Regions from separate parts of the Mus musculus genome. Here all the other regions are linked to region 1. Evidence: chromatin contacts called from public promoter capture Hi-C data. All regions are on one chromosome and are shown on one strand. The core of a region is the stretch at or near the end of the contact, and the rest is flanking DNA. Distances in the headings are between cores, read along the strand shown. Region 1 holds the start of 4931402G19Rik (RIKEN cDNA 4931402G19 gene). Region 2 holds the start of Pla2g4f (phospholipase A2, group IVF). Region 3 holds the start of Stard9 (START domain containing 9).

Region 1 (3,192 bases), core at 505-3,004:
ACAAAAGAGAAAAATAAATGGGCCAGACAGATGGCTCAGCAGGGGGAGGCACCTGCTGCCAATTCTGATGATCTGAGTTTGGTTCCTGGGACCCACGTGGTAGAGGAAGAGAACTGAGTCCTGGTCGTTGTCCTGACATTGATGTCTGGATGCATTGCAAGGGCACATGCATGTGCACACCCACACATAACTAAATAAGTAAATACATAAATCAAGAAATAAATTTAAAAATCAGAAGTAAGACATGTTATAAGAGCAAAAGAGATTAGCAGTGTTTAGAACGACATGAGTAGGGCCGGTGAGACAGCTCAGTGGGTACAGGCATTTGCTATATCCTGACCTGAGTTCAAACCCTGGGACCCATGTAGGCGTGGACGGAGAGAACCAACTCCACAGAGTTGTCCTCTGACACACACGGATTGAGGAACTCACATGTGATTCATGTACAGATGCACACTAAATAATAATAAATAAAAAAGACTTGATAGCTCACACCTTTAACCCCAGCACTCAGAAAGCAGAAGCAGGCAAACCTGTGTGTTCCAGGCCAGCCTATCTCAAAGTCGGGAGAAGGAGGAGAAGGAGGAGAAGGAGGAGGAAGAGGAGGAGGAGGAGGAGGAAGAGGAAGAGGAAGAGGAGGAGGGATAAAATAGTAATTTAAAAAAGAACGATACAAATGTGCAGAAAGCATTTGTGGCTTTTTTATAAGGCAAATGCATCTTTTCATGGTTTCTTGGTCATTTCTGTCCCTGCCTTTCTCATTTTCTACATTATCCTGCCAAGTCATGTCAACGTATTCACTGTGGTCCCTGGAGCTCTGTCCCTGTCATGACCCTCAGGAGGAGCTGAGGCAATCCTAACTGTTATTTCTAGAACCTTCACTTTCACCAAAACAGTTGCAGCCTCCCCTACCCTCTGCTGTCCTGGGTTGATGGTTTGGTGCTACTGTGATTCTCTGCAGCCAGAACAAGCATCTAAGTTAGTATTAGCATTTCAGTTACCACCAGCACCACTTACTGACTGTGCTACGTGTGTGTGTGTGTGTGTGTGTGTGTGTGTGTGTGCGCGCGCGCGTGTGTGCATGTGTGCACGTGTGCACATGTTGGATGCAGTATCCTGTTTTATCCTTCCAGAACTCAGTGAAAGCTGGCGTTTTCATTTGCTTTTTACAGATGAGGAAGCTGAGACCCAGGAGTAGTCAGTCACGTGGTTTAGTGGTGGGCACAGTTCTGGTTCCCCTTGTTTCAAAACCTGTGTCCTGGGCTTTCTTGTTAATGGCTATTACTGCCTTACTGTAGGCATCTAAGACAATGGTTCTCAGTTTGTGGGGTGAGACCCCTTTGGGATCACCTAAACCATCGGAAATATCAGATATCATTATGATTCATAACAGTAGCAAAATTACAGTTATGGAGTAGCAATGGGAATAATTGTGTGGTTGGGGGTCATCACAACATGAGGAACTGGGTCAAAGCATTAGGAAGGTGGAGAACCACTGAGCTAGGACTTTAGGGACATCACACAGTATCGTGCTAAGCAGAGAGTACATTTAGCTCCTTTATGGAAAAGCAAAGTGAAACTTGGATCGTTTTCCTGACTTGCTGCTAGCAGCAGACCAGGCTTCCCACCAGGTCTGCTTGTTCAAATCCTGTCTCAAACTACTGTGTACTGTGGCCTAGTTCTTCCTTCTTGTGGCTAGTGTGGTACCCAACTTCCCTTTCAACTGTCTGACAGAAGGCAGCAGACATTCTATAACAGATCGGAAGCAGAGACCTCCTGCTAACCCACTTTCATTGGGAAGGTAATTTCACTGGGAAATAAGCTATGTGGTTAAGCTTGTAGTCTGGGGCTGGGTGTCCCTCTATGTAGACTAGGTTCTCCTGGAGTCCAGCTGTCTCTAAATCTGCTCACAATGATGTGGGGACAATTGTTGTTTTGATATAGCCTAGTGTTTCTTCATTTTAGAATTGAGTAGTACTGACTAAGTGACCCCAGGCTGGGAAGACATCTCCATTATAGACTTCACTTTAGAGGCTGTGGAGCCCCAGAAGAGCCCAGAGGCCTCCTGGAATCAGGAGAAAGCCCTTCCTTAAGGATGCAGATGTGTTGGCTACTGTTTGATCTCAGCTGGGAACCAGTATGTCTGGTGACTTGAGGTTTTCAGAGTCCTGAGCAAGTCCACAAATATTCACAGAAGCACAGCATTGATTTGGAAGTTACCAATGAATTTAAGTAGGAGAATAACAAGTATAGAATCTAGATAATGAGGCTTGGCTGTGCAGTTGAGGACTCTAATGGCCTGAGCTGGATAAACCCCTGCCCAAGCGTTTTGTGACTATCTGATAAAGCAACCAGAGATAGGGTGACAACCGAGGAACAGAGGACACCACTGGATACCTTTACTGTTGTCTGGGTTGTAACCAGATGACTTCCCGCTAGACATGAAAAGCTTTCCAATATGGAAATTACAGCATGTGTGTGTGGAAGGAGAACTCCTTTGCCCTTCTGACTCTTCATGTCAGGAGGAAAGCCAACTACCTCAGACCTTTGACAGTTGTTCTTCAACATTTTGCTCCTGGACTTACATGGAGTGTTTAATAGCAGTTTTCATGCTGTACTGAGTGGCACTGTGGAGTGGCCAGGATGCTTCCCAAGTGTGAGAGGTCCTGGGGCATCCATGGAGACTCACACAGGTCTTCAACCCACAGCCTCTCAGTGGCAGGGTCTCCTCCTCTGTCTCCCCCACTCCAGAGCTCAGTGAAGCCTGGGCATTTTCTCTCACTTTGTTTTTCTCCATTCCAGAGCTTTCTAACACTGGCAAGCTGGCTCAGCACTGCCACTTCAAGACAGGATGCAGAGCAAGTCTGCCCTTTCCCAAAAGGTTACTGGTCTCAAGTATTTCACAGCTTCAGTGGCTGTTAGGCCATAGAGAATGGCAGGAGCAGTGTGTGTGTGTGTGTGTGTGTGTGTGTGTGTGCATGCACCTCAGGCTTTCCCTAGTCCAATTCCAGTGCAGTCTACCTTTCACTCTTGTTATATATCAACCAGCTGATCCTTTTCTTTCCTTTTTCCCTTTAGAAAACAATCATGTTTGCCTCCTTTAAGAAAAGCACTCAGGCTGGGCAGTGGTGGCGCACACCTTTGATCCCAGCACTTGGGAGGCAGAGGCAGGCAGATTTCTGAGTTTGAGGC
Region 2 (3,192 bases), core at 351-2,850, 160 kb after region 1:
TCTGTGGCCAGCACAGCATCTGTGGCTGTGGATGTGTGGCTGATCTCACAAGCACAGAATATTTCCATCATCGCTCTGGGAATCCCAGAATCTAATACACCATTGCTTTGTGCCTCCTGAAGCTCACTATGGCCAGAAGACTCCTGTGAAGATGTGGAATTGGTAAGAGGGAGGGACTCTGTTTGAAAAGTAAAGTTGGCTCACTTTTCCTGGTTCTAAAATGCCAGTTTGGTCCCTCTGTGATACCCTAGCTGTCTGTCTGTGGCTGTCCTGAAGATCTTCTGCCAGTGAAAAGCATCCAGAACTTGAGTTGAGGCATGTCTGTTGAGGCATGGGGAGATGGCTTCCGAGCAGAGAATATGGTTTAAGCCCAAAAGCACTCAGCCAGCTAGAACTCTGCCCCTCCTTACCCAAAGCCCCAGCTTCAGCCTGGGATCCAGGTGCTGAACTATCCATGTTCAGCAAGGGGGCTGGGCTTAGCCATCTCTGAGTCAGATCTCTTTTACAATCTATCTGAGGTGAAGCAGGTCACCACAGTTACGTCACCTCTGGTTCTGGAATTTCTGGTCTGAGCATGGCCTGTTCGTTTGGGAGTTAATTCACCTTTGTGGATGTCATTGCAGCCTCCAGCTGTGGATGTGTGAGGGAGGGAAGGCAGTAGAGATTACCTGGTCGAGATGGGGGTCTTATCTGGTACCTTAAACTGGTCTCACGATGCTGAGTTCAAGTGAGCCTCCTGCCTGTCCTGGGGTTCTGTGTACCACTACCCTTAGCTATATGAAAGGGTTATGGTTAAAGAGATGAAAAGAGTCTCCTAGGAACTTTTGCTAGCCACTGTCCCTGCCTCGCCACCTAGATGACTGTGGTCCACAGGAAAGGACATGACATGCGGTTGCAGCCGGAGCCTCAAAATGGTCATGGACACTTTAAAGCCTTTATCTCTGGCAGTTTAAGGATAGAGAGGCCTGCCTCTCTTCTGTCCTTATTTACAATACCTGGCCATGCCCCCGCCTCTATGCCTGAAGCACCAGGCACTTCTACCAACCCAGGAAAGGAGTCATGAAATGAATCTTTTCAGGGTGTGGGTGGCTTTGGTACAGACATACCATGACCTTTGTGTTAAGGAAATAACTGAGGGAGGCCAAAAGAGACAATAAATGTCAGTGATTCCCCATAAAAACCCGAGCCAGAGATTTCTGTTTCTGCTTAAGAGCTGTGGAGAAAGTGGGACTTGAAGGAGAGATGGTGTGGGGCTTTCTGGCAGCTAGATGAGGTTAGCCCTGATTATAGTACCTCCTGACTTCTGCTAATGGCAGACTAGTTGGAAACAAGAATATCTGGGCTCTTGCCCTACCCATACATGGCAAGGGATGGGAGTGGTGTCTGTTTTTCACAACTAGTTCAGCTAAGCAGGGCCTGAGTTGGAGACCAGAGAGCTAAGCAGGACCCCAAGAGTCTCTTGGAAAGGGAGCAACTTGCCTATTGCCTAGGGAAAGCAGGCTCCACTCATTTCCTGGAGCACTTCAAACCCCTCCTGGAGCACTTCAAACCCCTCCTCCAGCCCCGGTGCCTCAGCCTAGCAGTGGCTCCACCCTTCCCACTCCTGTGCTACTTGTCAGACCTGAGCGACAGTGAATATAGCCAGAGAAAGGGTGGCTCTGGGAAACAGGCAAGCTCCCTACTGGGACCTGAGCTGCTACTGCTGGCCATGCCCTGGACTCTCCAGCCAAAGTGGCTGGCAGGCAAGGGACTTCCCCTTCTTGGAGCCATACTGCTACGGAAGACAGAAAAGAGCGAACCACAATGGAAGCATAGGCGGGTAATGTACTGATCTCACTTGGGAAAAGCTGGCTGGAGTCCTGGGAGATGGCTGGCACCCCGTGGGGACTAAGCCAGCCATTGCACTGGGGTTTGATTTAGGGTGGAACATACCACAGACAACCTGGAAAAGCTCAAACTAGAGAGACAGGCCAAGGCCTCCAAAAAGAAATGATGGCGGCCTGAGACCATTGCCTGTGGTTGGTTTGCCAGGAATGCACTAGTCTAGCTGTATAACCATTGTGGAGAGAAGGGAGAAGGGTTTGTTGGGTTTTCAGGGGGTAGATTAACACCCAGAAGGCTGCAATCTGGCATCATCATTTTTGTTTTGTTTTGTTTTGAGCTCAGTCTTCAATCTAGTGACTTATCAGACCAGAACAAGCTAGGAGACTTGGCTTCCCCTCCCCTTGCCCATTCCTGCCTCTGGTTGGTCTTTCAGCCCCTGCATGGAAGCTGGTGGGTGCAGTGGGTTCTGGCTTTCTCTTTTAGTGTTTGACCTTCTTAAATACATTATCCTAGTGCCCAGGTCACGTCTAGAGGGCAGCTGCAGGCTGACCATTATAAAGCGTACCTAGCTTAGCTGCTCATGGGAACACTAAGAGTTGAGCTGGTCCCCAGATTCCAGGCCCCTCACCAATCCTGACCACCCAGCACCCTGCGCCTTGCAAAAGCTTCCCAGAGCTCCTGGCATAGGAGCATTAGTGACCTGGGCCAGGCAAGTTCTATGGTAAGACAGAGTAGAAACTCAAGCCAGAAAACACTTGAGAGAGGAGATCAGGCCAACCCTAGCTTCCTGGAACTGAGTTCCTAGGGTTCTGTTGTTTCAGCAGGAAACCCACCCATACTACGACCTTCAAGTGAAGGTGCTGAGGGCCAGAAACATCCAGCACACAGATAAGTGTGAGTAATCCTTGCTTTGCTCTCTCTCTCTCTCTCTCTCTCTCTCTCTCTCTCTCTCTCTCTCTCTCTCTGTGTCTGTGTGTGTGTGTGTGTGTGTGTGTGTGTGTGTGTGTGTGTGTGTGTGTGTGTGCTCTCTTGGAGTAGGGTGGTAGGGTGGTGTTAATCATTGGAGGGAGGGTACCTTGGTGTGGTGTGGGGTATAGAGGCATGCAGGCACACTGGAGGGGTGAGTTGGGCAGACTTCAGCCTCCTCCTGACTCTAGGAGGCTTTCTGAGGGTGTGTTAGGCCCCGTTGCCACACATCAATGCCTGCTTTCCAGGAGCTTTGGCAGTACCCACACATGGTACAGAGTTCTATTGCCTGAATCAGGCCATTTCAAGGAGTTACTCAATGGTTTGTGCTACCACATGATCCTTTGAACTGTGGCTGCTGTGGGGATTTCTGTCAGTTGAGTGGGAGGTTACCTGGCTAAG
Region 3 (3,192 bases), core at 261-2,760, 160 kb before region 1:
TATTCTTAGCAGTGACTGCAAATATCAACAGCATTTTCCTAATCTAATCCATGCTATTTGAAATTGCTGGTTTCCAAGGAACTAAACAGTTAAGAGTAAGTGGTCAATGTTGCTATCCTACAAATCCTAAAAGACAGTTTGGAAAGGACCTCCTCCTAGACAGCAGCTACTCCCAGGAGGCCCCCAGCCCTGAGTCACCACAGGCAGTGATATAAAGCCAGATGTTTAAAAAGTCATTTACCAATCAAAACACAGCAATTTGGGGTACACTCTTTTGTGTTCCTCCTATCTCACTGCTCTCATTCGGTCTAAACTTTTAAAAGCAGATGGCCTCTAAAAGGACAAACCTAACCCATACAGAACCATTTTCGTCATAGGAGACAATGCCCTTTTTGACCTCTGTTCCCATTTACCAAGGTATCTTGTGTACTGGACAGTTAAAAAAAACCTGCTAATTCCAATACATGTCATCTGGTCTAGACCCACACTCTGCCAGTTTTATCACCCATCACTCTTCCGCTTCAACCCAAGCAGGTGTCCAAGGCTTCCATCTACACCCTAAGAGCAGAGATTTGCTCTTTCTTCCTGTTCTTGGAGGACTCTGCACTTCTTCTCCTTACTTGTCAGAAAACTCAAAGATCATTCACAACAGCTCTTTGACACCAACTTTTGTGCAAAGCATTCTCTGACTTCCCAAGTGAGAGGAAAAGAGGATGAAGTGTGCAGCTTCACACTGGATGCCTCAAGGGCTGAGGGGTGCAGAATCAGGCTCCTACACAAGGAACTAGCTAGCATGGAGGACACCAAGAAGAGATGTCTGGAGAAACTTCCCCTATGTCACAGTTCAGTCTTTAAATCACACCAACTACTGAGCACAGGTTGAGAGTGTACTTTCTCTGGGCCTTTATTTTCCTTCCATATCCTGATAATTCTTTTTCCTATGTCCTCTTGGAGCAATCCCATGTGTATATACGGACACAACAGCCTCCAGTCCTCACTTGGGTACTCCCAGAACACCAAAAGTAGTGGAGTCTGCCCATCCTTTTGTACTTCCTCACGTCATGCTCCGTGAGAAAGGCCCTACTACGTGCACCAAGACCCAAGCCAGGGTCCCTAGAAACTAGTTGGCAGGTCACCAAGGACATGCACACAGGGCAGCGACTCCTGGAGCCACACAAGAACTGCTATCTCCTAGGACGCGAAGCCCTGTCCCTCCAGGCCTTCTGGACCCTGAGCCTCCATGACAATCTGTGTCTGATTTTTTTTTTTTCTCCACGCCAGTCCACCCTGAGGAAGGCAGGGACCTCGCACTCCTCTCAGCTCACTTGACCCCTCAGGCGCCCCCTCCTGACAGACTCACCGCTTGCTGAGAGGCCGGACCCTCACGGCCACCTGCACATTCGCCATCCCTCCGCCACAACCCAAGACCCACACAGCGGTCCGGCGGAAGCATCCCTGGCCGGCGTCCAGCGAACAGACCCAGCCACAGGCACTGCAAGAGCCACAGACTGCCCCGCCCGTCCCACGCGCCTCCCGACCGCAGCCCAAGCCTCGCCCTAGGGGGCGGGGCCCACTAGGTATCAACCAATCCTGAGACAGATGGGGGTGGGCCTCCTTGCCTTGCTCCACCCTCTCACTTCTCTGGACGCTCCCGCCCGAGTGCAAGGAAACGCCAGACAGGGGCGGGGCCTGCGGAGCCTTAGCCAATCCTGAGGCAGGTGGGCTGAGCAACCTGGTCTCGTTCTACCCCTCGCACCGCTGACTGTCCTACGCAAGCTGTAGTATCTCTTTTGTTCTAAAATCTGGTGACTGAATTTCTGGTTAATACTTGAAAGTTCATGAAGGAAATTAGTAATTTTATTTTTTACCCTATTGGTCTGCTATGTCAAAACTGCGGCTAAATTTTAAGGTCAAAAATAAAGTGGAGCCTATCGTAGAGGCTGAGGCAAGAATATTTTGAATTCAAGGTTAGCCTACATGGTGAGTTGAAGTCAGCCTGGAGTTCAGCGTGAAGTCCCGTCTCAAAACAACAACAATGAAATGAGAAAAACAAATGATTTTGTAATTCTAAGGTGCGTTTAAATGAAGAGGCTTGGGGCTGGTGAGATGGCTCAGTGAGTAAGAGCACCCGACTGCTCTTTCGAAGGTCTGGAGTTCAAATCCCAGCAACTACATGGTGGCTCACAACCATCCGTAACAAGATCTGACTCCTTCTTCTGGAGTGTCTGAAGACAGCTACAGTGTACTTACATATAATAAATAAATAAATCTTAAAAAAAAAAAAAAAAAAGGTGTGGGCTGTCATGCCCAGCCTAAAAAAAAAAAAAAAAAAAAATGAAGAGGCTTTTTTTTTCTTCTTTCTTTCTTTTTTTTTTTTCCTAACTTACTGACAAATTTCTCTCGGTTGCCCTGTAACTTCACTACCACCCTAAGCAGTATTTATAGTACATACAGAGCAAATGCTGTCTGATCAGAGCTGGTTTATTCAAATAAGAAATAGCTATTTATAGCTGTAAAGCCTGAAGCCCAGCTCTGAGACCTGGGGTGCTGATGAACACTTAACAATTCCAACACTGGGGAGTTCCAAGACCTCCACACAGGAAGCTCCCATGTCTCACAACAGCAAAAACAGAAACAAGGGTCCGTTTCTGATGGTGACAAATTTGTGTCCACTGAAGACTACTAAATCGTCAAACATCATGATTAGAGAGAGGTGGGGTAGGGTTAGCCATTGTATTATTAATATTAGGGTTAGAGTTTATATAAGCTGGAGAGTGGTTCTGCAAGCCTTTATTTAATCTTAGCAATTGGGAGGCAGAGGCGGGTGGATCTCTGTGAGTTCAAGGCCAGACTGGTCTACAGAGTGAGTTCCAGGACAGCCAGGGCTACACAGAGAAACCCTGTCTCAAAGAAAGAAAGAGAGGAAGGAAGGAAAGAAAGAAAGAGAGGAAGGAAGGAAGGAAGGAAGGGAGGGAGGGAGGGAGGGAGGGAGGGAGGGAGGGAGGGAGGGAGGGAGGGAGGGAGAGAGAGAGAGAGAGAGAGAGAGAGAGACTCACACAAAACCAAGACAAACAAGAAACACACAGACCAAAAAACAAAAAACCCCAAGTCACTTCCTTCATGAGAATTAGGATCTTATGGAAAAGGAAATAACTATCTAAATGTGTATAACATTGTGCCAGACACAAAATG

The links. Promoter capture Hi-C pulls out the DNA fragments that hold promoters and counts their contacts. Capture Hi-C pulls out chosen DNA fragments and counts their contacts.
Region 2: a promoter capture Hi-C map of adipose tissue shows a contact between it and region 1. The contact joins the promoter of Pla2g4f here to the promoter of 4931402G19Rik in region 1. A contact is called at or near these places in 2 of 39 promoter capture datasets (liver and macrophages), 1 of 484 Hi-C or Micro-C datasets (nephron progenitors), 1 of 115 datasets of contacts at active chromatin or transcription factors (embryonic stem cells) and 3 of 9 other capture datasets (adipose tissue, embryonic stem cells and pancreatic islet).
Region 3: a contact with region 1 is called in a promoter capture Hi-C map of liver, with 6 times the contacts expected there. The contact joins the promoter of Stard9 here to the promoter of 4931402G19Rik in region 1. A contact is called at or near these places in 20 of 39 promoter capture datasets (the 3T3-L1 cell line, 3T3-L1-derived adipocytes, the C10 cell line and 14 more), 1 of 15 datasets of contacts at CTCF or cohesin (embryonic stem cells), 47 of 484 Hi-C or Micro-C datasets (8-cell embryo, the BV-2 cell line, CD4 T cells and 20 more), 14 of 115 datasets of contacts at active chromatin or transcription factors (CD8 T cells, the HPC-7 cell line, Th17 cells and 4 more) and 5 of 9 other capture datasets (adipose tissue, embryonic stem cells, liver and 2 more).

Annotation. Positions count from the first base shown.
Region 1 is chr2:120,467,929-120,471,120 of GRCm38.p6, reverse strand. It overlaps 4931402G19Rik (RIKEN cDNA 4931402G19 gene), which reads left to right and starts at 1,754. Exons shown (of 5, transcript NR_040608.1): 1 at 1,754-1,801. All of the region lies in intron 1 of Capn3 (calpain 3), which reads right to left.
Region 2 is chr2:120,312,573-120,315,764 of GRCm38.p6, reverse strand. Pla2g4f (phospholipase A2, group IVF) reads left to right here and starts at 1,600. Exons shown (of 20, transcript NM_001363073.1): 1 at 1,600-1,819; 2 at 2,646-2,718. The coding sequence starts at 1,709.
Region 3 is chr2:120,627,439-120,630,630 of GRCm38.p6, reverse strand. It overlaps Stard9 (START domain containing 9), which reads right to left and starts at 1,510. Exons shown (of 33, transcript NM_001370940.1): 1 at 1,361-1,510. The coding sequence starts at 1,407.